Regions from separate parts of the Mus musculus genome. Here regions 2, 3, 4 and 5 are each linked to region 1. Evidence: chromatin contacts called from public HiChIP or PLAC-seq and promoter capture Hi-C data. All regions are on one chromosome and are shown on one strand. Each heading gives the region's core, a stretch centred on a gene start, on an enhancer-like site or on the middle of the called end of the contact. The rest is flanking DNA. Distances are from core to core; before and after follow the strand shown.

Evidence for each region. HiChIP or PLAC-seq counts read pairs in DNA pulled down with a chosen protein or histone mark. Capture Hi-C pulls out chosen DNA fragments and counts their contacts.
Region 2: a promoter capture Hi-C map of adipose tissue shows a contact between it and region 1, with 2.1 times the contacts expected there. The contact joins the promoter of Rab29 here to the promoter of Dyrk3 in region 1. A contact is called at or near these places in 2 of 115 datasets of contacts at active chromatin or transcription factors (embryonic forebrain and embryonic stem cells) and 1 of 9 other capture datasets (adipose tissue).
Region 3: an H3K27ac HiChIP or PLAC-seq map of stem cell-derived epiblast-like cells shows a contact between it and region 1, with 9 times the contacts expected there. The contact joins the promoter of Nucks1 here to the promoter of Dyrk3 in region 1. A contact is called at or near these places in 2 of 484 Hi-C or Micro-C datasets (both in embryonic stem cells) and 5 of 115 datasets of contacts at active chromatin or transcription factors (embryonic stem cells and stem cell-derived epiblast-like cells).
Region 4: a FOXA1 HiChIP or PLAC-seq map of pancreatic cancer cells shows a contact between it and region 1. The contact joins the promoter of Elk4 here to the promoter of Dyrk3 in region 1. A contact is called at or near these places in 1 of 39 promoter capture datasets (the HPC-7 cell line), 1 of 484 Hi-C or Micro-C datasets (B cells), 3 of 115 datasets of contacts at active chromatin or transcription factors (embryonic stem cells, memory CD8 T cells and pancreatic cancer cells) and 1 of 9 other capture datasets (pancreatic islet).
Region 5: an H3K4me3 HiChIP or PLAC-seq map of the SCID.adh cell line shows a contact between it and region 1, with 4 times the contacts expected there. The contact joins the enhancer-like site here to the promoter of Dyrk3 in region 1. A contact is called at or near these places in 2 of 39 promoter capture datasets (hippocampal neurons and pre-B cells), 1 of 484 Hi-C or Micro-C datasets (cortical neurons) and 7 of 115 datasets of contacts at active chromatin or transcription factors (the 230-238 cell line, the SCID.adh cell line, embryonic midbrain and 4 more).

What each region holds. Positions count from the first base shown.
Region 1 is chr1:131,134,864-131,139,980 of GRCm38.p6, reverse strand. Dyrk3 (dual-specificity tyrosine-(Y)-phosphorylation regulated kinase 3) reads left to right here and starts at 1,747. Exons shown (of 3, transcript NM_145508.2): 1 at 1,747-1,901; 2 at 3,610-3,721. The coding sequence starts at 1,825.
Region 2 is chr1:131,864,746-131,870,405 of GRCm38.p6, reverse strand. It overlaps Rab29 (RAB29, member RAS oncogene family), which reads right to left and starts at 3,129. Exons shown (of 6, transcript NM_144875.2): 1 at 2,996-3,129; 2 at 2,631-2,887; 3 at 402-473. The coding sequence starts at 2,754.
Region 3 is chr1:131,906,646-131,911,779 of GRCm38.p6, reverse strand. It overlaps Nucks1 (nuclear casein kinase and cyclin-dependent kinase substrate 1), which reads right to left and starts at 1,322. Exons shown (of 7, transcript NM_175294.3): 1 at 1,030-1,322. The coding sequence starts at 1,046.
Region 4 is chr1:132,004,745-132,010,067 of GRCm38.p6, reverse strand. Elk4 (ELK4, member of ETS oncogene family) reads right to left here and starts at 2,448. Exons shown (of 5, transcript NM_007923.3): 1 at 2,128-2,448.
Region 5 is chr1:130,550,185-130,555,384 of GRCm38.p6, reverse strand. All of the region lies in intron 2 of Gm16083 (a long non-coding RNA gene), which reads right to left. It also overlaps a transcript of Zp3r not described here. Among named protein-coding and RNA genes, the nearest start is that of Gm16083, 38 kb to the right of the region's middle. Within about 2 kb of position 3,779, at least 54 of the 459 cell types and tissues checked have an H3K27ac peak or open chromatin away from gene starts, as enhancers often do. A contact at or near this core is called in the SCID.adh cell line, where this site is marked.

The sequences.
Region 1 (5,117 bases), core at 498-2,997:
GCTGCTAGTGCTCATGACCACTGAGCCATCTCTCCAGCCCCTATCCAATATATCCGATCACATCCAACCAAAGTCCCTCCCTCCTACTCCTCACTTCCTCAAAACTTTGTCCTTCCACCAGCATGTTCCCCCACCTTTTTTTACTTACTTTAATGTAACATTTATCAAATATATTTTGCATAGATTTCCATAGGTTGCACATATGTAAGCATATGGAACACTTTATACAGAGAAATCGTATTTTCTTTGTATTTCAATATCTGTTGAAGTACACTTAAATGAGTCTTTTCAAGAGCCGGAGGGTACAGGGCAATTGCTTAATGAGGGTGTGGTCGTTGTTACAAAACAGGGGTTCTTTGAAGAAATACTGAAAAGTACTTAGGTCACCAAGGTCAGATACTCAGGAGGTCCAGCACCCTCAAGGAGTTCTCCCTCCCTTACTAGGGAAATAACCTACTAAAGACAAAGGCAGCCTCTGTATCTACTCCCCTAACCCGCTGGAGGCAAGTAGAACAGGAAGGCTTTAGCTTGGCTCTAGAAGATGCGCCTTAAAGACAGAAGGGAAGACTTGCAGTGATTCGAAATGAGGTAATTAAACATGTCCAGGCAAGTCCCAACCAACCCTTCCGGTAGTAGTCTGGGGTGTTCACCTCTTAGAAGTCCTGAGAGCAGGATCAGTTAGTAGAATTTTGTAATCTTGGAGCGGGGGAGGTGCCTTTGTTGCCATGGAACTCTGTCTACAAACAAGAGTCAAAGAGCCCAATTTAAAAACAAAAACCCTAGGAAAGTAAGATTGCACTGGTTGTGGATGAAAGAGAGACAGAAAACTTCTAAAAGATCATCATTGAAGAAAACATTTTTACTTATATCACAGGCTAAGTCAACACTGAACAGATGAAAATAAAGTGTCCCAAATGGACAGATTCTTAGCTGCAAATAGAGTGTGGATCTTCTGAGAACAGGGACTGTGACTTTTACGAACCCCAAAAGGAGCCTCGGTTGGACATTTGAAGATTCGTGGAATTATGCTCTATGAAATAATTTCCAGTGTGCACCAGGTGGCGTGCGCCACCGATGCGTGGAAGAACCTTTGGTTTTTGTTTTGTTTTGTTCTCATAGATCCAATGGGCTCATCCTATGTGTATGAGTTTATGCCTGTGCACCACATACGTGCCTGCTACTCTCAGATGTCAGAAGAGGGCATTAAACACCCCGGGACTAGAGTTATGGATGGTTGTGAACTGCCACGACCGTGTTGGGAATCAAATCCGCTCTTGCAGAGGAGTTTTGCAGCCTTAGGAAATCTGATGGGCACCAAGCTCAACACAACCGCCACTTCTGTGGCTTAACAGCCTTTCTTTTCACTTCCATTTTAACTGTCGAAATAGACTTAACATGGACGGTACTTCTCAGAAAGAGTGAGGTACGCTTTCACATATTAAAGATGCGCAGAGCTCTCCAAGCGGTCTGCTGAGCAGGCAGGCTGTGCTGCTGATACTCCCATGTTTGGTTTCACGGCTAGGTGAATACGAAGAAGCGTAGGTTCCAAGCCAGTTTCCTCTTTTGCAAAAAGAACTGCGAGCACACCACCCAGGAACAGCACGCCCCTCGCTCCGCCTCCTCCCCGCTCCCTCCAAGGCGGCGTTGCGCAGGCGCGGCAGGGCGTGCGCGGTTGCTAAGCGACGCGGCCGCTCCCGCGTGGTCTCCCTGCGGACCGCGCGAGCCCAGTGCCCAGCCTCGTCTTGTAGCGAAGCCAGCAGGTGCGGTGCTGGAGGCGACCCACCGGGCCAACCGCCGCCTCTGTGTCCGCGGGGCGAGCTCGCGATGGGAGGCGCAGCCCGCGATCGCGGGAGGAAGGACGCGGCGCTGCCGGGGGCCGGGCTCCCGCCGCAGCAGCGGAGGTAACGGCGCCCGGGTAGGAGCGGGAGGACTCCTTGCGGGTCTGGGCTGCCTGTCCATCAGCGCGGTGAGCGGGAAGGGCGGGGGAGGGCGGGCGGGACGGCGCGGCCTCCGGAGAGCTGGGTCTGGGACCTGCGCGCAAGACCTGCGCCCTGTTGCTCCGAGAGTCTGCCCAGCCCGCCCTGGCCCTGGGGTGGAGCAGCAGAGACCCGGGACCTTGTTCCCCATGTGCCGCTTTTGGGGGGGGGTCCCTTTCCCCCTCCGCATCGGGCCCTGGCTAAAGGAACCCAATCCGCTCGTTCGCGTCTGGCTGTTACTCTGCAGATGCGGTGCTGGTGTGTTTCATCGTGCAGTATGGCAGAGGCCGGACCTGTCTAGAAAATTGCCTGTTATCAAAACATTGTCTGAACCTCAATATATTTTTTAGAAGATATTTTAATTTCTTGTGGGATGTTTTTAAAGCCCTCCTTTATTCCTTTAACACTTGTGTTAAACTCTATAAGTATTTTTTTTTAATAAGACAGATCTCAAAAGTGACTGAAAAGATATTTTTTTTAAAGACAATGAAAAATGTTACCTAGTCATGGTTGTGTTAGTAGTATATAATCTGAGATGGTAACATGAACCGGTGACCAGAGTGACCCGCAAATCCGTAGTCTTGGGAGCAGATAAAATGCATTATTCAAGGCCATCTTGTGGCTTTAGTAAATCCTGCCCATTGTTTGTGTGCCTTCACTGTGGAGGACCCACAGTGTAAAGACAGAACCATTCTGTAGTCCTTTAGCATTTTAAATATCTCCATATGCCAGGAAATGAAGTGGGAACAGAAGAGAGATTTGGTACATCGTGTAACTTAAAGCAAAGCATCGGGTGGGTTCCTGTTGGCTGCCTTTTTTCACTAGTTAGCTTAGCTGTAAATGGGTGCATAAAATAATGAAGAGAAGACAGCTGTTCTGCTAGTCTTCTCTTCTTGTAGTCTGAGAGTGTAGACGTCCTTTTCTTCCCATTTACCTGTGAGGCTGTTCAGAGGGGGAAGGTAGCACAGCCAGGGGCTGAAACTAGAATAGAGGTGTTAGACTTGCATTCTAAAACAAACCTCTATGTTATGTTTATTTCTTTCTGCTTTTAGGTTTCTTATTCAGTTCAAGTTAATTGGTAGTCCCTCATTTTTTGAACAGCATTCGATTACTTATTATTTGTTAGTTAGAGACAGGGTCTCTTTATTATGTAGCTTTGGCTGTCCTGGAAGTCACTCTGTAGACCAAGCTGGCCTCAAACTCAGCAGAGATCCACCTGCCTCTGCCTCCTGAGAGAGGGATTAAAGGAGTGTGTCACCACACCAGTCTGTTGTAACTAATGTAAAATTGAATCCAGAGATTTTTTTTTTCCATTCTTTACAAAGAAAAAGGAAACAGATGTGTTGGTGCAGAGGTGGAGGCAGGTGGATCAGTTTGCGTTCGAGGCCAGTCTGCTCTACACAGCAAGTTCCAGAACAGCCAGGACTATGTAAGAAACCCTGTCTCAAAAAAACAAAAAAAAAATTACAGGGAAGAGAAAGGTTAGAGTCCTTCTCTCCCACTGCCGACTGCCCGGCTTGTTTTTGTGCAGTGTCAGAAAGGGTAAGAAGCGCTTAAATCCTGGGGTGTTTTGAAAATGCAAGCTCATTTTGTTTAGTTACTGACCGGTTTTATCTGTAACCGTTTCTCCTAGGTTGGGGGATGGTGTCTATGATACTTTCATGATGATAGATGAAACCAAGGGCCCACCCTATTCGGACACATTCAGCAACCCCTCTGAAGCACCTGTCTCCAGAAGGCTAAATGTAAGTAGGAAAGGAAAGAAAGTTGCTTGGGGGAAGAGGAAGTGCTCCTTAATGCTCTTGGCAACGCGGGAGTTCCATTTGTTATTTGTGGGTTGGCTGCTTTTGTTTTGAGGTTTTTGGTTGGGGAGTGTGTGTGGTTCTTTTGCTTTTTGAAAGATTATTGTTTTGACACAGAGTTGCTTAGTGTGTGTAGTCCTGGCTGACCTGGAACTCTGTGTAGACCAGGCTGGATTCAAAGTCAGAGGTGTACCTGCCTCTGTCTCCAGAGTACTGGGATTAAATGGGTATATTACCATACTCATATTACCATGCTTGGTTTGCTTTTGATTTCTCCTGACTTGGGGAAAACAGTTTCTGTGGTTTGAGGTCGGCTTTTTTTGGAACAGTTTGGATTTGAAGTCCACCCTTTCCTTATTCCTTCTGCTGGGGTAGGCATGGCACTTGGGGTCGCGGAAGGAACTCTTGTTTAAGCGGTGTTTCTTTTTTATGGTAGGTGACATACATAGAGCATGACAAAGGCTTCTTTTAACAGAAGTAACAAGGAAAATAGTGTCAGAATTCACAATCAGCTCAGTTTTTCCCGTTTAGTCCTGGCAGATCAGTATATGAAAGACAGTTTAAAAAAAAAAAAAAACCCAAAAAACAAAAGAACAAAACTTCATAAATTAAGTTGAAACAGTAAGCCTGGGTTTCTCTGTGTTGCCCTGGCTGTCCTGGAACCCGCTCTGTAGGGGTCAAAGGCGTGCACCACCGGGGGCCACTCGTCCAGCTTGGGCTTTGGTACATTCTGATCCTTTATGAGCCCCAGACCCTTAGCTTTCGGTGCCCTTTTGTTTAAGGTAAGAATGAGATGAACTCACAGTCCACAGGCACAGGCAGAGGAGCAGAGCAGGGTTTGGACAAGTTCCAAGGCAAGGAGTCACGGTCTGTGACTTGAAACTGTGCTACAATGTGTCATCTGCTGAAGTGTCTGACTTCCTGAGCTGGCACGGCTATGTACTTTTCCCTTCCGAGGTTCCTCTTAAAACCCACCTTTGTTGCTTTGTTCCTTCCTTGCTTTACTCTGTAATTTTGCTTTAAAAATAGTAACATTTTATTTGTGCATGTTTTGTGGTGTGTGTGTGACCAGACTTAGTGGCAAGCACCTTTATCTGCTGAGCCATCTTGTTAGCCTTGTCATTGTTTCTAGTTCTTCCCTAGGTCTTACCACTCTCAGGGTTAATAATATTACAAGCTTGGTCTAAATACGTTTGGAAGTCTGGTCACCCCATTTTTAATCTCTTCTGGGGTACAGTGGGGCTTCTTTCCATTCCTGTCAGTTGATTTCTGTGGTCTCTGAACACCTCTGAGAAATCCAGAGCCACCTCTGTGGTGGCCATCGAATTTCCTGGCTCCC
Region 2 (5,660 bases), core at 1,880-4,379, 730 kb before region 1:
TTCACAACAGGGCTAGTGAACCAGTAAATTTGAAGTATGAAGAGCAGCCTATAACAAGGGTTCATCATTATCACTGCCTCTATTTGCTGGAGATCTTGTTTCTCAGTAAAGTCGGCTGAAGATCTGGCGCCTCCTCTGCCACTGGGGGACATCCACCTCTGGGTCATCCACCACCTTAGAGGCTTTCCACCCACGCACAGATGGCACTATGTCTCTTTGTCTTTGGAGCAATATGTCTCCAAAATCATCCCAAAAGCTCAGAGCAGCTCAAACTTGTAGCTTCAGGGGGAAAAAAAGTCAGCTTTGCCATTCCATATTCATTCCCCCCTCCCCCCGCCCCCCAAACAGCTTGCTGGGTAAATAATTTCTCCCCTTGTTACTGCCTGGTTTTCCCATTTTACCTGCAATATCCCAGAGCTGCAGCCGCACCATCTCTGAGTCAGACCACTGGAGAACCTTGAGAGCAAAATCCACTGAAAATATATGAATATTGTACTTTAACAAAAACATGTCTTTACGATGGTTCTGAGAGTGAGATGAAGGCATTTGTGGCTAACCCTGACAACCCAAGTTAAATCCCTATAGCCCAAGCCTATAAACTGGCTTCTGACTTCCACAAGTATGTCACAGAATACATGTCCACACACACACACACACACACACACACACACAGTAAATGGTTTTTTTTTTTTTTTTTTTTTTTTTTTTTTTTTTTTTTTAGTCCTAGCACAAGCTCAGATCAAATAAATATACAGTGACAACCCCAGGATCACAACACTCCAATTAGGTTTAAACCTTCTGGCGATGGAGAGGAGCCCCCATGGTACATTTGTGTTGGGACACATAATCCGTACTCTCCAAACGGTCTTCAGTGTTTTCTCCTCTCTCAGATCAAATTATTTCACACTGATTATCTCCTTGGCTAGGATCAAGAAAGTTATGGGCATGGTTATGACCATTATTCCTGTTCTCAGGTTAAATGGTTTCTGGGATGTTTTTTAAGTGGGGGGTTCTCAAGGAAAGAATGGTGGGGGAGATGGAGGAAAGGAAGGTAAGGTGGTTAGCTTTGTATCTTCCATCTTAACTTCACTGTTAGTATCTAATCAAACAGTATTATGAGAAAATACAGTGAAAACCTCTGTATCCTCCTTAAGGCTATGGTATATGTCCAGCAGGTACTGGTTAAATGAACAAGATGGCAGAGGTTGAGACATGGATGCTGCTTAAGAGCTGTGCTGAATCCCCCACGGGTCTGCAGATGCTGAAACTCCATGAGGTTGGACTGAACAGCTATTCCAGGGGAACCTCCCAAAGTCGGATAGTAGAGCCTAGCTCCAACTTGAGATCCTCCTGCCTCAACCTCTTGAATGCTAGAATTAAAGGTAGAGACAACCACACTATGCTGGAAAAGCTACTTGTTAAGGAGAAACACAGAATAATTTCAGTTCAGAAACATATTCTTTCTTCTACATCTGTGACAGAAGTGAAAACGAGGGAGAATTTATAATAAACATTGGGAAAAACAAACAAAACTTGCCAGAATCAGTATGTTCATACTGTCGGAAAACAGTCCACTGGTAAAAATTAATTCACAGGACATTTTTAACCCAAAATCCATGAAATAAGGACTTGTATTTAGGAGTGGTGGGCAAAGTAGTCAGGAAACAGTTTTTGAAATATTCTATAAAGTTTTCATTTCAAAGAAAAGAGTTAATAAAAAAACTTTCACATGTAAATCTGTGTTGGTACAAATGTAATTTTATGTGCTGGGCGTGGTGGCGCATGCCTTTAATCCCAGCACTTGGGAGGCAGAGGCAGGCAGATTTCTGAGTTCAAGGCCAGCCTGGTCTACAGAGTGAGTTCCAGGACAGCCAGGGCTATACAGAGAAACCCTGTCTCAAACAAAACAAAATAAAAAAAACAAATGTAATTTTATTCTTTCACATTACTGTAACCTTGTTAACTACCTTCTCCTTGTGGTGGTGGTGGAGGTGTGTGTGTGTCTGTGTGTATCTGTGTCTGTGTCTGTGTGTTTGGGGTAGACAGACCGACAGGTGGACAGTTCAGCAGAGTCCAAAGGCCACACTGGGAAAGAAATGAATTTACTTTTAGTGCTTCTTTCTCTCTTCCTCCCTGCCTTCCCCAGTGCAAGAGAAGACGACAGGCCACTCGAGGGTATTTCACATTCTTTCGTGAATTCCTCACATTTCCCACTCAGTTCACTAATGACACCATAGGGCTCATCAGACCTGACCGGAATCTGTCCTCCAGTCTTCCCCACACCTCTGACTGCTTAGCTCCTGGGCTTTCCTCCTAAGGTAACGGGGTTCTTTCCTCAACACCCGTCGGATGCTGGTAGGAAGCAGGGTAACTGCCCCAGCCTGCACTTGAACCGGGACTCAGCTGACTTTGCTGACTGGAGAAGTTGCTCTGGGCAGCGCATGGCTGCGGGAGGGCTCTGCTCTCTGCGGTGAATAGTCCCCGGCTCAGACCCCTTCACCATCTCTCACCTGTATACTTTGGCCCTATCTTTGTAGGTAGGCTGGGGACCCCTTAGAGGCAACCTCGGTACCCAGAGGCTACCGGCTGCGAGCCTCGACCCCTGCTCCTAGTCACCCGTGACCGCTCACCTCCCACGGTGGACTTGTAGTGCTTGCTGAAGCTGTCCTGGGAGTAGCGCTGGACCAGAGACGTCTTGCCAACGGCGGCGTCCCCCACCACCAGCACTTTAAACAGGTGATCTCGGCTGCCCATGGCTAGTGGTGGGGAGAGGTTTTTTGATAGTTTGTTTTTCCGGGAAGTCGCTTATTTCAACCCCTTTGGCTCCCGGGTTCTCTTCCAATTGAAGTCAGGCATCTCCACCCTCGGTTGGTTGAAGCTTCTCTGACTGGAAAGCAGAAAAGGAAACTTTTGCACTCGGCCTGTGCGCGCTTCCTCCCCGCGCGGCCGCAGCCTGGGTGGGGCGGGTACCAGCTCGACCCTCCGCGATTGGCACCTTCCTTTCAGGGACCTCCGAGTCGCTCGCCAGCATTGAACCGTGGCCAGCACCTTGCTTAGAGAAGTACAGATGACTTAGACCCTTTCTCGGACCGCACACACAAAATTGAGGTTGTGCAGAGTCCTTGTCCGGTCCCCGTCCTGCCACTGGCGGCGCACTTCCCAGTCTTCCGTCAAAAACGTTGTGAGCCCCACTGCTCGGAGAACTACATTTCCCAGTGTGCCTCTTGGTAAAGCGACCAGACCAGTGTGGCGACTTGCCACGTACACTCTTGGGAAATGTAGTTTCCTAGCTATCTTGAGCAAATTTACATAAAAGTTTTAAGGTTTTCAAACTTTAAAGAATTTAGAAATCTATTTAAAAACAATTCTAAAGTTTGGCGTCGAAGCACAGGTTTGCAATCCAGGCCTTGGGGAGATGGAAATAGGAGGATCATAAAACCCTAGTTCATCCATCGTCTTCTGCAACAAGTGTGTTCAAGGACCCCTAACCCCACCACTTCCTCTCCCCAGAGCAAGACAAGAGATTGGAAGCAACTTTGGGTCACCCTGAACTACGTAGACCATGATCTCTCCTGTCTAAATCTTTCCCCCAGATGTTTTCTTAAAATCACATTTTAAAGATTTCTAGACGGCCTTTCTTATTAGCCATATTTTAAAGGTTTTATAACACAAAGATAAATGTCCAAGTTCCAAGTGAAGTCCATTTCCTGTTGTCTTAACTACAGAGTCAAATCTCGAGCCTTGTAAAGACAAGGTCAAATTTTCCATATGACCAATAACAGGCACATTTGGGGACATTTGACCCAAAAGATCAACCTTTTAAAAAAAATCTATGTCAAAAGTTACAACACTTAATAACTAGCTATAGCAATAACAATGCAGAATAAACAAGAGATAGTTCCTCATTGACACTTCCACATTTCTTACACCAGCCACGCATAGCGTTTGAGCACCAGGACATTTCCTTTTGTTGCTGCTATTAATTCTGAATACTCATAAAATGATTGGCAAATATTTTTACTTTTCCTACCTGTAATTTTTCTGTCCTGCCTGTCCTTTAGCTAGAAATTGTGGCTAGTAGAATAAGCTTCACTTTTTTCCCCTTTTGGCTGTTTTGTTGTTGTTTGTTTGTTTGTTTGTTTGTTTTTTGTTTGAGAGAGGATTTTCTGTAGCCTAAGTTGGTGTCAACTTCTGACAGTAGACCATAGAACTTGTGGTTCAATTGTAACAACATCCAGTTTTGTAGTTTTGGAGAGTAAATCCAGGCATGCTAGGCAAGTCCTCTACCATCGGAGCTACATCTCCAGCCCTCCTCCTCCTCCTCTCCCTCCTCCTTCTCCTTCTCTTCTTTCTTTTTTCCTTTCGACAGAGTCTATGTAGCCCAGGCTGGCTTTGAGCTCCAGATCCATTTGCTTCTGTTTCTGCTTCTACTCCCTCCACTGGAATGCATGCACACAGTATGCAGCTTTGTGTGTGTGCTCATGTGCGCAAGCTCGTACACATTTGGGGCTGGTTTCTTCCACTACTCTCTCCCTTCCTCTCTCTTAAAAACTGGAAATTTAAAGTTAGTAAACAAAGTAATACCTTCCATTACAACATTTCCATATAACTCCCCCCCCTCGATGTTCTTTGTTCTAATCACCACGTTTGCCAGTCCTCTCTCCTCCACTCACCTTTAAGGATTGCGTTAGTTGTTACTGCTTTGCCATTGTTCAACACTCTTTGGCATTTATTGCCTTGTGCTTCTGTGCTGCTGTTTCTTCTGGTGATCACTTTTTAAATTTTCTTTTCTGGGATCTCCCTATCCTATCCCTTTAAACATTTCCTAAGGATTGGTCTCTGGGTTAATTATTCTATAGTCTTTAAGTCATGGCTTCAAGTATATCTGTTTTCACTTTATTTGTTCTTTATATATATATTTTTTGTTTTTTGTTTTTGTTTTTGTTTGTTTGTTTGTTTTTCGAGACAGGGTTTCTCTGTGTAGCTCTGGCTGTCCTGGAACTCACTTTGTAGACCAGGCTGGCCTCGAACTCAGAAATCCGCTTGCCTCTGCCTCCTGAGTGCTGGGATTAAAGGCATGCACCACCACGCCCAGCTTTATATTTTTTTAAAGATTTATTTTATGGTTGCTGTCTTCAGACACACCAGAAGAGAGCATCGAACCCAATTACAGATGGTTGTGAGCCAGCATGTGGTTGCTGGGGATTGAACTCAGGACCTCTGGAAGAGCAATCAGTGCTTTTAACTGCTGAGCCATCTCTCCAGCCCACTTTATTTGTTCTTTATTTCCAAATAATTATGTTCAGTATTGAGAAAGGAACCTCCACTTGTGCAGATCCACCGCAGCCTTCCTTTTACACATCACTGCAAAAACTCCTTCCTCATCTCTTCCATCATTAAGGGTGGCAGCCGTTAGCCTCATCTTTCATGTAGAATTCATATTTGGAGCATTATTAATTCTTTGTTGTTGTTGTTGTTGTTGTTTTCGAGACAGGGTTTCTCTGTATAGCCCTGGCTGTCCTAGAACTCACTCTGTAGACCAGGCTGGCCTCGAACTCAGAAATCTGCCTGCCTCTGCCTCCCGAGTGCTGGGATTAAAGACGTGTGCCACCACGCCCGGCTATTAATTCTTTTTATATACATCCATTCACCTCAATCAC
Region 3 (5,134 bases), core at 73-2,572, 770 kb before region 1:
ATTGGGATACTTTCGATACCAAAACTTGAAATGAATTCATAACTGTAAAAATAGTTAAGAACTAAAGGCAATGGGGCCAGGTAAAGCTCCTTTACAAGTAACATCTATTGACTTTGGTCTCGGTCTCTGTCCCTCTGTCTCTCAGGCCTTAATAGATTGGACTAAACCACACCCTCCACCCAAGCCACATTCTATACAACAGCTCTGGAGGGCATTAAAGGGGAGCCCACCGAGTGAGGGGAAACCGAAAACTTCTTGAAGCCATGTGAATAAAAGTCTGATCGCTAGTGGATCGTAGTCCATTTACGATTAACGTCACACGGGGAAAGAGAGGGTTACAGAAGTAGCAAGAGACGCGTACTGCGGGGTGAGGGGGAACGAGAACCACACGGGATTTGGGTTAACAAGCACGTCCCTGGAGGAAGGGCATTTGTCTGCAAGCGGTGGAAAGAGAAAACTTGGGGTTAATGCGTTCAGAACTCCCAAGTGGGGAGAGGCTGTGGCCCTTATTTTACGGGGCTCAGTGTCAAAACTCACTTTTGCCCCAAGGGGAAAGGAAAACGTGGGTTCCGCCCAGGCCGGGCTAGGAGGCGGGGCCTGCCGCGACCCCGAGAATGGAGGCGGGGCCGGGCGGCGGGGCACAAGCAACTCGCTCGCCAAAACGCTAAGCCGGCGAGCCTCTGGAGGACCGAGTCCTCCGTGTTCGCACCCGGGTCGGCCGTAGGCTCCAACAGGGCCCAGGGGTGCGGCCTATGGTGTGCCTGGTGCGCGCCAAGCCCACGCCAGGGCCATGGCGGAGGTGGGGGCGGCCGCGGAGCCGACCCGGACCCTGCGGGGTGGAGGCGACGCGCCCGTGCGCGCCGCCGCCATCCTGCGCGCCGCCGAGCACCCACGCGCAAGGGCGCGCGCGGCCCCCGACAGAAGGCCGCGCGTGGTAGTCAGGAGCACGACTCCAGGCCCGTTGCCCAGGTCCTTCGCCACTCACCCCAGCCCGTTCGGCCCGCCCCGGGCCTTGGACTCCGCACTGACCTGACAGGCCGAGACATGTTCGCTGTCGAGGCGCGACCAAGTCGAGGAGCCGAGGACCAGGACCCCCCTCCCCGCGCACTCGGCGCCCCACCCCCCCGCTCCGGCCGGCGGGGCCGCTGCTGCCGAGCCCCGGGCTGCTGGCTTCTCAAGAGTCGGCGGCTGCTGGTTTGAGGTCCCTGGATCTGACGAGCCCCCCGCTCCCCCGTCTCTTCAAAATGGATGAATCAAACCAGCCGAAAATGCGCCAAAGCCGCGGTGCAACCAAACCCCGTAGGGTTTGTGCGCTCCGCCCCAGCACGCCCGCTCATTGGTGACTCCTGTCAGATGCGCCCTAGTCATTAGTCCATTTGAATCATCACGCCTCCCAGCCCCGCCCCACTCCCGGATAGGCCCCGCCTCCTCCATGGGGTCCTGTTAGTCAAGATGCGCTGAGAGCGCACGGCCGCAAAACAAAAATGGTCGCCGATTGCCCGCCCCCTGTCTTCCACGCCAGAGCTGCAGATTCGGCTTGGGTTATATCTTGGACCCCCTGCCAAATAACCTGATTTATATAGAGTTCTCTGTGGACTAGGTGGTTCTGTAATGGATTTAATTTCTCCTGACTTGATTATTTTGCAAATCAGCTAATTGCAAGACTCATGGGATAGGCAGCAGATTCGTCACTTAAGAATTGGAGGGAAATTACTTAGGTTCAAAAATTTGACCTTAATCTTAGAAATCCTGTACTCTGACTTCAGCGTTAACCTCCCAGGGCTCAGTCACGCTGCTGAAGTAGAGAGTTGGGTTCACAAGGAATATCTTCTACCCAATCTGATCTTTGAGAGCTACTTAACACTCATTAAAACCTCAATTTCTGATATTAGCATTTCAAAGAGAAAGAGGTGATTAATGGTTAAGAGGGAGACTGGTGACAAAACGCTTGCTTCAAAATTCTAAGTCCACCACTTAGTACTTAACTAGGTTTCCTCTGTGCACCTCAGTTTTATGATGAGTAGAGTAGGATACAAGGCTACCTTATTACTAGAACTAAACAAGGTGCTATGTTGAAAGGCCTTTAGTCTGGGCTTAAGTGTTAGGTTCCGTTTTTAATAGAAGATAAAATTAGTTCGGGGGGGGGGGGCAGGGAGGCTGGAGAGATGGCTCAGTGGTTAAGAGCACTGACTGCTCTTCCAGAGGTCCCGGAGTTCAAATCCCAGCAACCACCTGGTGGCTTACAACCATTTGTAATGAGATCTGATGCCCTCTTCTGGTGTGTCTGAAGACAGCTACAGTGTACTCATATATAATAAATAAATAAATCTTAAAAAAAAAAAAGTAGTTCGAGTTGCCTCAAGACTGAATGCCTAAATCAGAAGTAGAGCACAGTATCTTTGTATTAATATCTAGGATTTACTTCCTGTTATAGTTTGGATTCCATGTTCCCTAGGGACCCATATGCCAAAGATTTAAGAGGCAGGACCTGGTAGAAGTTAGGACATTAGGAGTGAGCACTTTAACATGATGTGGGAACCTTGACTTGACCACCCTCTGTCTTTCTTGCTTGCAGCCTGTAAACACAATGTCATCTGTTTCACTTTGCTGAAATGCTTTTCACCATGATGCTCTTGCTCTCTACAGACACAAAGCCCTAGGACCAAGCAGCCCTCAATGGAAACATATGAAACTGTAGAAAAATAAATGTATTCTTGTAAGTTGATATTTCAAGTCATACGGATAGAAAACTAACACACTTTATGATGTTGTAAATCGATTTCAATACTTGCCAGAGCCAGTGTTTCACTTGAAGAGTGGGGATGTTGCTCAGCTGAGAGTAACTGCTCAGCACACAGTAAGCACTGAGTTCAATCTTCATCACCTCCTGAAACTGGACAAGAGGATACACACCTATAATGCCATCAGTCAAGGAGATAGATGTTCAAGGTCATGCCTGGCTACATAGGGAGTTTGAGGACAGTTTGGACTGCGAAAGCCCCTGAGTCAACAACAAAACCAAGTGAAGATATAGTCCCTAAGCAACAAACCACATCACTATCTGCTTCCTGAAAGTCTCCCAGTGTAAAATTCTACTTATCTAAGGGAAGAAAGCAGCAAAAGAGAAGAATTTTAAAAGTTATTCTTGATCCTTTCCGTTCAACGTCATTTCCTCTTCACTTAAAAAAATATATGGTAAAAAAAAAAATCTCTAACAGCTGGGTAGTGGTGGCAAATGACTTTAATCTTGGCAATCAGGAGGCAGAGATGGGCAGATCTCTCTGAGTTCAAGGTCAGCCTGGTCTACAGAGCAAGTTTGAGAACAGTCAGGGCTACACAAAAGGAAATTTACATAAAATGTGCGGTCTTAGCCATTTACACTTCTGTGGCATTAAGGACATTCATGTTGTTGCATAACCACCACCAAAACCCATCTCTAAAATTTTTTTTATATGTCTCTGGTGTGTGTGTGTGCATGGGTGCATGTGTGTATACCATAGCAAGAATGTAGAGACCAGAGGAAAATTAGACAAAGAATTTTATTAACTTTTCTCAAACTTGATTCCCGAGTTGCTTCAGCTTAATTTGCTGCGAAGGGTGAACTGTGTGTAACCAACAACCAAAAGGAGCTGCAGAGTCCAAGGGGCTTGAACATAAAAATAGTAAAGATGTAGGTCTTATCAGAGTCATATAAATTTTTTAAAGCAGTCATGACATGAAATAGCAGCCCAGTAACTTCTTTAAGTTTCATCTTCCTCACAAATTGCCTCAAGTCAGTTGCTCCATTTTTGAAAACCTCATCAAAATTCTCCACAGGACTGCAACTTCATCCCTCTCCTCTCCAGTAGCAGCTGGTGCTTTGCCATTCCCAGGTTGTTTGGGCAGAGCTATTTGCCACTCTCTGTCACCCAGTCAGAGTATCTGCACCAAGCTGGTATAGGATGCTGGGAAGCATTTCTGCCGGCTTCCGTATTGCAGCCCGGCCTGTAGTGGTGAAGGTGTTCACTGACAGAGACACCTGAACTTTAGAGTTGTCAAAGAGGATTGTCACTGTTCCTCTTCAATACCAAAGATTTTTTTATTAAAGATTTATTTTATGTATATGAGTACAACTATAGTTGTCTTCAGACACACCAGAAGAGGGCATCAATCAAATCCCGTTACAGATGGTTGGGAGTCACCATGTGGTTGCTGGGAACTGAACTCAGGACCTCTGGAAAAGCAGTCAGTGTTCTTAAACACTGAGCCATCTCTAGAGCCCCAGAGACATTGTTTATGCCCAGCTTCTTTAAGAGAATGAGAGTCAAAGTTCTAGTTCTTTTTTTTTTTTTTTTTTTTGGTTTTTCGAGACAGGGTTTCTCTGTGTAGCCCTGATAGTCCTGAAACTCACTCTGTAGACCAGACTGCCCTCGAACTCAGAAATCTGCCTGCCTCTGCCTCCCAAGTGCTGGGATTAAAGGCGTGTGCCACCACGCTGGGCTAAAGTTCTAGTTGTTCATCATCTGCTGTGGCTGTTCCAGGAACCACCTTCTGTCTGTGAATGGTTCCTTTCCCACCAATATGCACTGTGCCTGCAGGTTGGCGATCTTTTCCTGGGTCATGATAGTTTCTTTTCATTTTGCTGGAGCAGAAAAGGGGCTGTGAGGGGGACTAGGGTTTGTGTTGAGGGTGTCTCTGACAGACCGGCTGAGATTAGGTGTACTCAATGGCGATCCCAGAAGGCAGCTAGAGGGAGGTGGGGAGTCCTGGGAACTTTTAAGCAAGTTCTGTGCATACTCTTTGCAAGGCATATCTAGTTCTGGTTTCTTTTTCTTTTTTAAGGTATGTATATATGAATGAGTACACTGTTGCTGTCTTCAGACACACCAGAAGAGGGCATTGGATCTCATTACGGTTGGTTGTGAGTCACCCTGTGGTTGCTGGGTCTAGAAGAACAGTCAGTGCTCTTAATCGCTGAGCCATCTCTCCAACCCCTCTGTTTTCTTTCTAGTTCTAGTTCTCCTTCTCTGTTTCTTCTTCTTCTTCTTCTTCTTCTTCTTCTTCTTCTTCTTCTTCTTCTTCTTCTTCTTCTTCTTCTTCTTCCTCCTCCTCCTCCTCCTCCTCCTCCTCCTCCTCCTCCTCCTCTTCTTCTTCT
Region 4 (5,323 bases), core at 1,199-3,698, 870 kb before region 1:
AACTACTCCAGTAAATAGGAGCCTAAGGGAAGAACACACTTCAGACATCACCTTCACATCAGGAATGTCTGGGAGAGCCTTAGCAGGGAGAGCCTGCCTTTACTGCAAGAGGCAGAGACAGGTAGATCTCTGTGAGTTCAAGCCAGCATGCTCCAGGGCATCCGTCTGTTACAATAAACCTGTATCTCAGCCCTTAGGAAGCAGGTAATCAAGAGATCAAGGCCATTCCAACCTCTATGAGACTATCTCCCCCCACCACCACCAAAAAAAAAAAAAAACACACCACAAAAAATTAGTTGTGCTAAGGATCAACCCATGATTCAATTTCTGTGTTATTCTTTCAAAGAACTCCTACATACACCGTTGAAACTCTTCATTTTAGCTCCTACAAGTGAACCTCAATGAGTTCCTCAACTTCGACAGAGAACATGGTGGCACACACTTTTATCCCAGGACTGAGGCAAAGGAAGTTCGATCTGAGTTCTTGGCCAGCCCAATCCATATAGTAAGTTCCAGGCCAGCTAGGGCTACATGAAATACTAGAGACCCTACCCCAGCCCCAAGTACAGGAACCAAGTAGAAGTGAAACTGTCCTATAACCCAGGCTCTCCTGAGATGAAGCAGGGAGGGCTGTGGGTATGAAGCCCGGGCTACTGACCAACAAAGAGGGAACAAGACAGACAGATTCCATATAGGTACAAAAACAGAGACACTGTCTAAGTACTAACAATTACAGCTTCAAAAGGTTTTTTAGAAGCATAATGGAGGCAGACTTAAATGGACCCAAATCATCGTTGACAGATTAAATGCTGGAAAAGGTTTAACACTCAAAGACTAATCTCTAAGCTACAATGAAACGGGGCTTTAGGAGCTGGAGAGCAGCTCGGTGGCAAAGTGCTTTGTCTTGTCTAGCATGCCTGAGAACACAGGTTAGATGACCAGCACTGCACCTAGGTAGAGAAAATTGCTTTCTCGAAGAAGTGCAATGGAAAAAGAAGAGAACAGGGGCGCCTGGAGTGCAGACCAGCTGATGAACACCTGATGCAGACCCCAGTTTTGATACATAGCACAAGAAGGAAGGAGAGGAGGCTGAAAGCAACGGTGAGAGCCACAAGAGGATATTAAATGTATACTTTTTTTTTACCTTTTTGTGCTGGTGACTGAAGAGTACATCCCCTGCCTCAAATATATAATGGTGTCCCAAAAGTTAAGACAATATTTCCCCCCCAAAAATGTAACAAACTCCACGTAAGCAGTTTCCATTTTAAAATAAAACCAAAGATCAAAGAACAAAGAGTTCCTACAAGGAAAAGTTGAATCATACTCTTTTAAAAACACCACTCCTAGCCGGAAATACAGAAGCCCCACGTTCTGTGCATGGGGGGGAAGAGAGAAGAGCTCTGACCTTAGAACGGCAGCCATTCTACTGAAAGACTCTTACTTAAATGACCTAACCTTCACATTGCAAGGGCTCGAGAAAATGCCAACCGTGTCTTCTGAGTTCACCCAACAAATTCCCCCTTATTTCCTTGCCGATGCCCGTTAAAACTCCTCCCCTCAAAGATGTTTCCAATGCTTTTCCGAGGAAAAGCTTGCCACAGCTGTACAGGAAGCGAGGAGGACTGATGAAAAGTAGAGAAAGAAAAACCTGTGGCCGGATGGACAGCGAGCTTGGGGAAGGGAAGAATGCGGCGTGAGGCCGCGCGCCCCGAGATCAAAGTGCGGGGAGACGCAGACCTCCGGCCCGTGGGCGAGCCAAGAAAGCACTTTCACTTTCCAACTTCCTGCCACTCCGGCAAGTTAAAACCGTTCCCCTCTGCCCCACCCAGGCAACAAAAAACCGCTGCCACCTTCCGCCCAAGGGACTTCTCACGACCCACCGAGGTGCGGGCAAGGCGGAGGGGGCGCTCCGGCGAGCACCTGAGCTCCACCGAGCTGCTCCCCCAAGGAGAGCGCGCCAGCGGGCCCCGCCCACCCACCAGGTCCCACCCTCCCGCCACCAAGCTCCGCCCCTCCCTCCGCCCGGTGCACTTCCTGCCGCGCCCGCAACCTCCGCCCGGCCCGCGCGGAAACCTGGCTGAGGGGCGGTGGTGCGAGACCCCGACGGGGCGTGGGCGTGCTGCTCACCAGGCAGGGCACGGGACTCCTCGGCCTTGAACGCGGTGCGAGACTCTGTCGCCCACCGCTCCTCACACTCGGACCTCAAAGACCGCGCGGCGAACAGTGGCGACCCCCGCGCCGGGGCCCGAGAAAGCGGCGGCCGAGCCGAGCCAGCCGCGTGCCCGCAGCCGCCCGCATCTCCCGCTGCCGCAGGTCTCGAGCCCCGCCCTCGCACACGCGGCCGGGACGGCGAAGTGGCTATAGTTAAGCTGCCACTCGCCGTGCGTGCGCTCGACGTTCTTCACTACGGCCGCCGTCTCCCGTCGTTCCGCGGCCTCCGCCACTCTCAAACCCCCCCCCCCCGGCACTGCCGGGGCCCTTCCTCGACGCCGAAGCAGCGCGAGCGTCACTTCCGGGGGAGGGGCCGGGCCCCAAAGCCAGTGTTTTGTTTCTGGCCCGGGGCTCCCGTACGTACCCTGTTAGTCCGTCCCGTGCACTCGCTCCGGGGACTCCTGCTCTGCCGGACATTCGTACTTCCTCGCAGGCCCAAAGTCCTGCTTAGGGCTCTCGGGGTAGCAATCTGGGCCCAGGGCTGTGGCGGCGGAGCTGACGTGTGAGGACGACGCCCACTGGTTTACATTGCGAGCTACCACCACCACTTGATCAGAATCATTGACGAATGGTCTCTCTAGAATGGGAAAAGCTTTCCCCCTTACCAACTTAGCTTGGTCCAGAGCTTTAACTTTCTTTCTTTCTTTTCTTTTTTCTTTTTCTTTCTTTTTTTTTTTTTTTTTGGTTTAGAAACAGTATTTTAACACGTAGCTCTAGCTGTTCTGAACTCATAGGAGATCCTTCTGCTTCAACTCCTGGCCCCAAGTGGTGGGATTACAGATATTTACAGATGTGCACCACCACGTCCAGTCTAAGTGACTTTACTTAAGAATCCGAAACACCCAATTCATTGCCTGTAAAGTCACTGTGAAAACCTAATTTTCAAAACTTGCAACATCCAAAGAAGGGATGCAGAAATCAACACCCAATTCCAAGGTTCACAAGTGTTCGCAGCTGAGGCAATTGAGCGTTCCATTTTGTCTCCCTGCCCCACTAAACGAATGAGTGTGTTGTTTGTTTACTTAGGCTTTTTGAGACAGTTTCTGTACTTAAAGCTCTCATGGGATTGACTGTGCCACTCAATTTGGGGTTGGACTCTCAGCAACCCTGTCTCAGTATCAACATTATGAGGATGTTAAGCGTAAGCTGGTTCTTACAAATGTGATTTGTGTTTGGAAGCAAGGTCTCATGAAGTCCGAGCTGAGGTTGACTTTGAACTCCTGATCCTGTTTCCTCCACCTCCCAAGTGATGAATTTACAGGCTTTTAACACCAAGCTCAGTTTCATATATATATAGCTATAGATATCTATATAGATATATAGATACAGATATCTATATATATAATTTTTTCTTTGATAATTTCATACATGCATACAATATATTTTAAACATAGTCCCCCTCCCTCACCTTTCTGACTCCTCCCAGATCCCCCTATGTGCCCTCTTTTTCATTGTTTCTTAACCCAGTGAGTCCAGTTAGTATTGCCCATATATGCCTGGATGTGAGACAGTCCACTAGTCCACTAGATCGTGGTCAGGGACCCACCTCTAAAGAAAACTGACTCATTCTGGCACCCATCAAAGGCCAATAGCTCTTCAGCTAGGGGCGGGGCGTCTATGCTCTGTTCACAATGGAATGTCAACTGCTTGCTCTTGTACAGATCTTTAACAGGCAACCATGGCTTCTGTAAATGCATGAGTGTAGTGGTCATGCCCAGAAGAGTCCAGTCACCCCAGACTTCTGGCTCTTAAAAATCCTTCCACCACCTCCTTCTCCTCCTCCTCAGTGTTCCCTGAACCTTGGGTGGTGGTGACATGCTATAAATATTCAACTTATGGTTGAGCACTTCACAGACATTGATTCTTTGCACTTGGACCAGATGTGACTCTGTATTATCTGGCGTCCAAGGCAAAAAGGAGCTTCTCTAGAGAGCACTGAGAGTTGCACTAATCTATTGGTGTGATAACTATTTCAGGGCAGTCTGATGCTATGTCCATTTAACACAATAATAGTAGAATTACTTATGAGCTATGAGCTCCCCAGCAGCTGGATCTTGGCCAGTTATCCTGTAGAGTAGAATTTCAGCCCAACCAGGAAACAGTTGGTTGCTTCCATAATTTTCATGGCACTATTGTACTTGCCAAGCCAGTTGTTACTGTGGCTCATGGAGTTCACATCTGGGTGTTACTTCCCCCAGGAACCTACATAGCACCTTCCAGTATTATGGAAGATAATCAACAAAAAGGAAGGGTCCTGGCCAGTACCTACCTAAGAAGGAGAAGAGTATCAGATCCCAGATCCCCTGGAGCTGGAGTTAGAAGCTGTTGTAAGCCACCCCCGTGAGTGCTGAGAACCCAGCTCAGGTCCTCTGAAGAGCAATGTGCACTCTTAACCACTGAGCCATCTTTCCAGCACTGCATAGCTATAATTCTTAAAGGAAACAAGTCACACTTGGTCTGGGAAAATAATTGAACTAGCAGCCCAAGGAGTGTAGGGCCATTAATAAATTGTGACTGCTGAACAAACCTCTGAAGAAATCAGTTGTCATCTTCTCTTTAACAGGTTGCCAGACAGGTCAGAGTTTGAGTTACTGGTTTTCCCTGATGTTTGCTAGTTGTGTTGCTTTCAATAAGCTGATTAACTTCTCTGATCTTTTTAGTTCACACATATTATCAAACGATGATAATGTATATCATCGGATTAAATGCAGGACATGATTTCTGGATGGTACAAGGTAGACACTTGGTAAATAGTGGTGTCATTTCTTTTTACCTATCACTTCTTCCCTTCCATTGACCTCCTGGTAAAATTAATTGAGCACTCTGCATAAATGCAATCCTGTTATCCGAAAGATAATCATTACTTCCTGTGTCTCCAACCCTCCCCTTAGCATAAGATAACTAAGCCTGTGAAACCACTCTGACTAAAAGCTGTCAATTTTTCAAAACTAACTTTGGAATTGAGTATGGTAGCACATGTCTGTAGTCCTAGCACTCAGGAGGCAGAGGCAGGAGTACCGCCAAATGGAGGCCAGCCTCTTCTGCCTAATGAGTTCCAGAACAGCCAGGGCCACATAGGAAGTCCCTGTTTCAAAACAACAACCAAAAGTAA
Region 5 (5,200 bases), core at 2,530-5,029, 590 kb after region 1:
CTCCCAGTCTCCCCTCACATGGTCCTTCCTTTCTTCCTCCCTTCCAATCTCCTCTAAGAAGGGAGAAGCCTTGCCTCTGTATCACCCTACACTGGCACATCAAGTCACTGTAGGACTAGGTGCATCCTCTTCCACTGAAGCCAGACAAGGTAGTCCAGTTAGGAGAACAGGATCAACACAGGCAACAAGAGTCAGGGACAGTCCCCACTCCAGTTGTTGGGAGATTCACATCAAGAAGACCAACAGAGTCAACTAACCTGGACCCATGGGGGCTTTGAGAGACTGAACCACCAACTAAAGAGCAAGCATGTGCCAGACCTAATTCCCAACCCCACACATATCTATTGGATGTGCAGCTTGTCCTTCATGCAGGCTTCCTTGACGTTTTGAGCACTGGATTGAGTTAAGAGCAAAGAGAGGGGTTATTCTCATTTCTTAATTAAAAAGAAAATGCTTTCAAGTTTATGATTATCACATTCATAGAATGGTAGCTATAGCTTATTTTTTCAAACACACCCATCATTATATTGATCTATGTTCCCTCTATCTCATGCTTCTCTAGGCCTTTTATTATGAAAACCCAATGAGTTCTGTCCAAGGTCCTTTCTGTGTTTACTGGGATGTTTATGTGATTTCCCCCCATCCCAGTCTATCAATAGGTTGATTTCCATTTATTGATTTGTAAACTAACTTTTAATGTTTGTGATAAAAGCAACTTAGTCATGGTATATGGTCATCTTAATGTATTCCTGAATTCAATATGTTATTACGGTACTGAGAGTTTTTGCTTCTATGTTCATCATCAGAGATATTGGTTTTGCTTGTTTTGTGTTCATCTGGCTCTAGTGTCAGGATAATGGTGCCATTGTAGACCAAATTTGTTACTCTTCTTCCCCTTCTAGGTTAAAAGCCTGGAGAACATTAATATTAACTCTTAATGTTTGGTAGAACTCAGCTGTGAAGACAATCAGTCCTTGGGTATTTTTTTTTTACAGAGATTTTTTTTTTTTTTGATACATCTTCCATTCTGTTGTTATGGATCTGTTTGGGTCACTTATATCTTCTAGACTTTATTTTGGCAGGCCATATGTGGCCATTCATTCTACATTTCCAGGGTATTCCTAATGATCCTATGGGTTCCATTGGAATCTGTTGTGACCTCTCCTTTTACATTTTTAATTTTATTAATTTGGGTCCTTTCTTTATCTTGGTTACTTTGAGTAAGGAGATCTTCTACATATTTTTAAAGAACCAACTCCCATTTGAATGATCTTATATATTGCCCTTTAGTGTCTGCTCATTAATGTTTTTCTGACCTTTATTACTCATCACCACCTATTGCTTTGGGGTTTGACTTCTTCTTGCTCTTCTAAGGCCTGGAGGTCTTACCCAGCATTTATGCTATGTATTTGAGAACTGTTTGATACTCTAATGTAAACAATCATAGCTATATTCCTCACTCTTAATTATCTTGGCTGTGTCTCCAGTATTTAGGTAAGTTGTATGTTAGTTTTCATTTGATCCTAGGAATGTTTAATTTTCTTCATAATTTCTTCATGGCTCTTCTGTTGTTCATTTGGAATTCAGTGTAATTTCTCTTGCCCTTGCTTTCTAGCTTTTGTCTTCTCTGTTCCTATAAAATAGGAAATTCTATCCATTGTTGCATGTAACTTTGTTACCCTGCCTAAGCTCCAGGAATGGACTACACTACCCAACTTCCCTTGAACCCATGGGTAAAAGACACAGACACACACGGTTGTTCAATTTCAAATGCTGGGCGCAAATCATATCCTGCCTGAAAAACTGTGCCCTTATCAATATTCTTAACTGTACACCTTTCCACCTACCCTAAACTTTAGTTGCTCAGTTACATCTAGTCTCTGCTAAACACCTCATCCCCCCACCTGCAGAAGCGGCCTATGTGTCCACTCCATTCAAGATGGCTGGTCACCTTTTCTCCATCATAAGCATGGTAAACTCTCCTCTCCTCTCCTTGCATCTATCTCCTGACTCTAGGAAACTAAAAGTCCTGCCTAGCCCTTTCACCCAACAATTGGCCCATGGCTTCTTTACTGACAGATCAAGAACCAATTGAGGAACAGGACCTTAGCATCATAACCATTCTTACACACTCTTTTTTTTTTTTTATTAAGACTTGCTTTGAGGCCTAGAATGTGGTCTGTTTTAAGGACAAGAATAATGTATATTCCTTTTCTATTGAATAAAATATTATCTGCAATATGTTTAAATTTGATTTATTAGATAATTTGTATCTTGGGTTTCTTTGTTGCATTTAGTTTGGATAACACATATAGAGTTAAGAACTAGGTATTGAAGTCACCAATTATCATTTTATAGAATTGTAAAGAGAATAAAAGGTTTAACAACGTGATTTAAAAAAACAACAACAAAAAAACCCCTTTAAGCCAAAAATATAAAGTTAAAATCTACAAGCATAGTAGTTTGTTTTGTTTTGTTTTGTTTTTAAAGGGGGAGAGAGTAAAGGTGAAAGAAAAAGAAAAGAAAAAAAGAACAAATTTTTCCCAATAAAGAAAAATGTGTAAGCAAAATTTAGATGAATATATGAAGAAGAATAAAAAGAAAGCAACAGTTTTGTTATACAATAAAGAAAAAATATGACTAAGGGTCTAGAAATCAGACAGATCCCTGCTAAACTAGTAGGGGAAGGGGCTCTGGGAGTAGGGAGACTGACACTCTAACAGTCTACTCACTTTCTGTAGTCTCAGCTTCTCTCCAGGTTGAAAAAGGATGACACCTCAGTATCCTCACTGTCTACTGATACCCTCTACCTGTGTTCTACCTCTCCCTGGGAACAAGAAGCCCACAGCCCCTGTGTCTGTACGTTGCACCCAATCCCACTGATTCAGGGCTCTGAATACACTGGCCCTCCTTGTGAGCTGATATCTGTGTTCCATATTCATTTTCCTCTGGTGCATCAATTAGTATTTATACAAATGGAAATTAATTTTGTTATTTCTCTCATGTTTTGGCCCTCTCAACTCCTTCCCTATTCATTGCGGCTGATATTTGCAAAACTTCCCAAATGAGTGTCATCCGCAAATTAGCAAGTCATATATTTCCCTTTCAAAGCATGAAGAGGATTGGCCATGTCTACCCACCACCTCCCCCCAAAGCACACACCCCTGGGGCTACCTTATTAAAGTACACTTCACATGCACAGGTTGCTAAGCAGGTAGAGGATGGGATGGGGGTGTGGAGAAAAGAGATGGAGGAATCTTGGGGCTATAAGCTCAAGAGGAAGGCAGTGATACAGTGGAGAGGCCTCAATGCTTTCCTAGCAGGTACAAAGATCACAGTCACAGTAGTCTACGCCCAGGCCAACCTCTCTGAGCACTGCAATGTCGTCTCTGAGAAAGACTGGACTGATTCCATACAAAGGACATTGGTAAATAGGCTTTTGGGGAAAATTAGTATGTGGATAGGACAGTGACAGCTTCTCCCTGGCAGCATCTTCACATAAACTCACAGGAGTGAGATCACACCTGCACTTGCTCACAGAATAGGGAGATAGCGCTTTGCACTTAAATACTCAAGATGACTGAGTTGCATCTCCCTGATTCTATTGGGTCTGGACACAAATCCTCATCTAAAATTCTGGGGCTTGAGACTTCCTTCGTTTTTTTTTTTTTTTTTTTTTTTTTTTTGAGCATGTGCTCAGTCACATGGTTACAGTCTGTAACCATCAAGAGTTCAGCAGGCAGCAGCAGGCTGCTGTGGGAGGGGAGGGGAGGGGAGGGGAAGGAGGGGAGGGAGGGCCCAGCACCTCCTGCTAGTCTGGACCAGATTATGTAATCTTACAGTGTTGTGCCTGTGCCTGTTCGGAAGAAGCACCCAACACCTGATTTCTTCCTTTGACTATAAGGGCTTTGGATGGCCATACTTAGTCTGTGGGGTGGCCAGGGTCTTTTGTCCTCTGAAGACTCCAGATTGGAATCCCTGGGGTAGTTGAGGGATAACCCATAAGTGCATCGGGAGCACGAGAGCACGGAAAAATAGCTACAGCACTTGCTCCACACACTGATCTCAGGCTCAGAAAATCAAACCCCAGGGTTACTCTCACTTGGTGAGATCAGCTCCAGGACATTAAGGGCAGTGTTTCTTTCCACAACGTTTTGGCTTCTTAGTATCCGATCCTCCACTCTCCACAACTGTTGGCCAGACCAGTCTCTCACCCTAGGGCTGTGGCAGGTTAAAGGGCCTCCTCTACTGTGAGAGGAAAGGAGGGACTAAATAGGTTACACCAAGATTAATCTGTGAATGAAGCCAGCTTGCCGAGGAAGAGAGACAGGAGTCCTTTCCCTGCTCTGGCATCAAAGCAAGCCCAGGAAATACAAACGGAAGAGGGCAGAGGTGAGTTATAAAAGACCAGTCACCACATGGCCAGGTGCTTCCGGGGGCTTTCCTTAGCTCACTGTTCTATTTCCAGGCCTGGGAGTGCCCTTCCTATTCTTAAGAAGCTATTTCTATCCCGCGTCTAACTTAAAAGGCGTGACCTTCCTTCATCACCTCCTGGTGGCTGCCAGGATTTCACCGGATCTTGACTGTTTTCTCTTTAAACCCTAGTTGTCCTGGAGATTCCCTTTAAGTCTGTTTCCCAATTGTTTTTATTGAGGCTAAGCACACCCAAAAAGAGACTCAGCTTCCGCAGTGACCTGCAGTCTGTGCTCGCGCTTGCTCAGTGTTTTCTTTCCGTTTCAATGCTGTGTTTCTTCAGCTTCTTCTCTGCTCCCGATTCCTGGAATTCTTTCTTCAGCTTGTTCTGGATGCTGACTTCCACTGCTTTAACTCTGATTCATTCCATTGTCCAAGCTTCCTGCCTGCTTTGTTTCAACCTCAGCTTCTTCTGCTGCAGCGCTCCTCCTTGCTGACCTTCGAAGTCCGGTTCTGATTCCTTTTCCAGTTTGCGGACTTCCCCTCTGTGCCATTGGCTTTCCTATGAGGTCCTCGGGTGAGCGCATAGGCTTGCTTGTATCATTGCTGTTCACTGAACCAGTGAGCACCTTGCCTGGTGTCGTAGGACTCAATGCTCACCAATGGGAAACACAAGCTATGGCCTTTTCTCATTATGTGGGCTAATAGCACCTTCCTGCATGATGAAAGCTAAGGGCAGAAAAGAGTTTTCCAGGCTGTTCCCACCTGTTTCTCTCTGTCCTGCAAC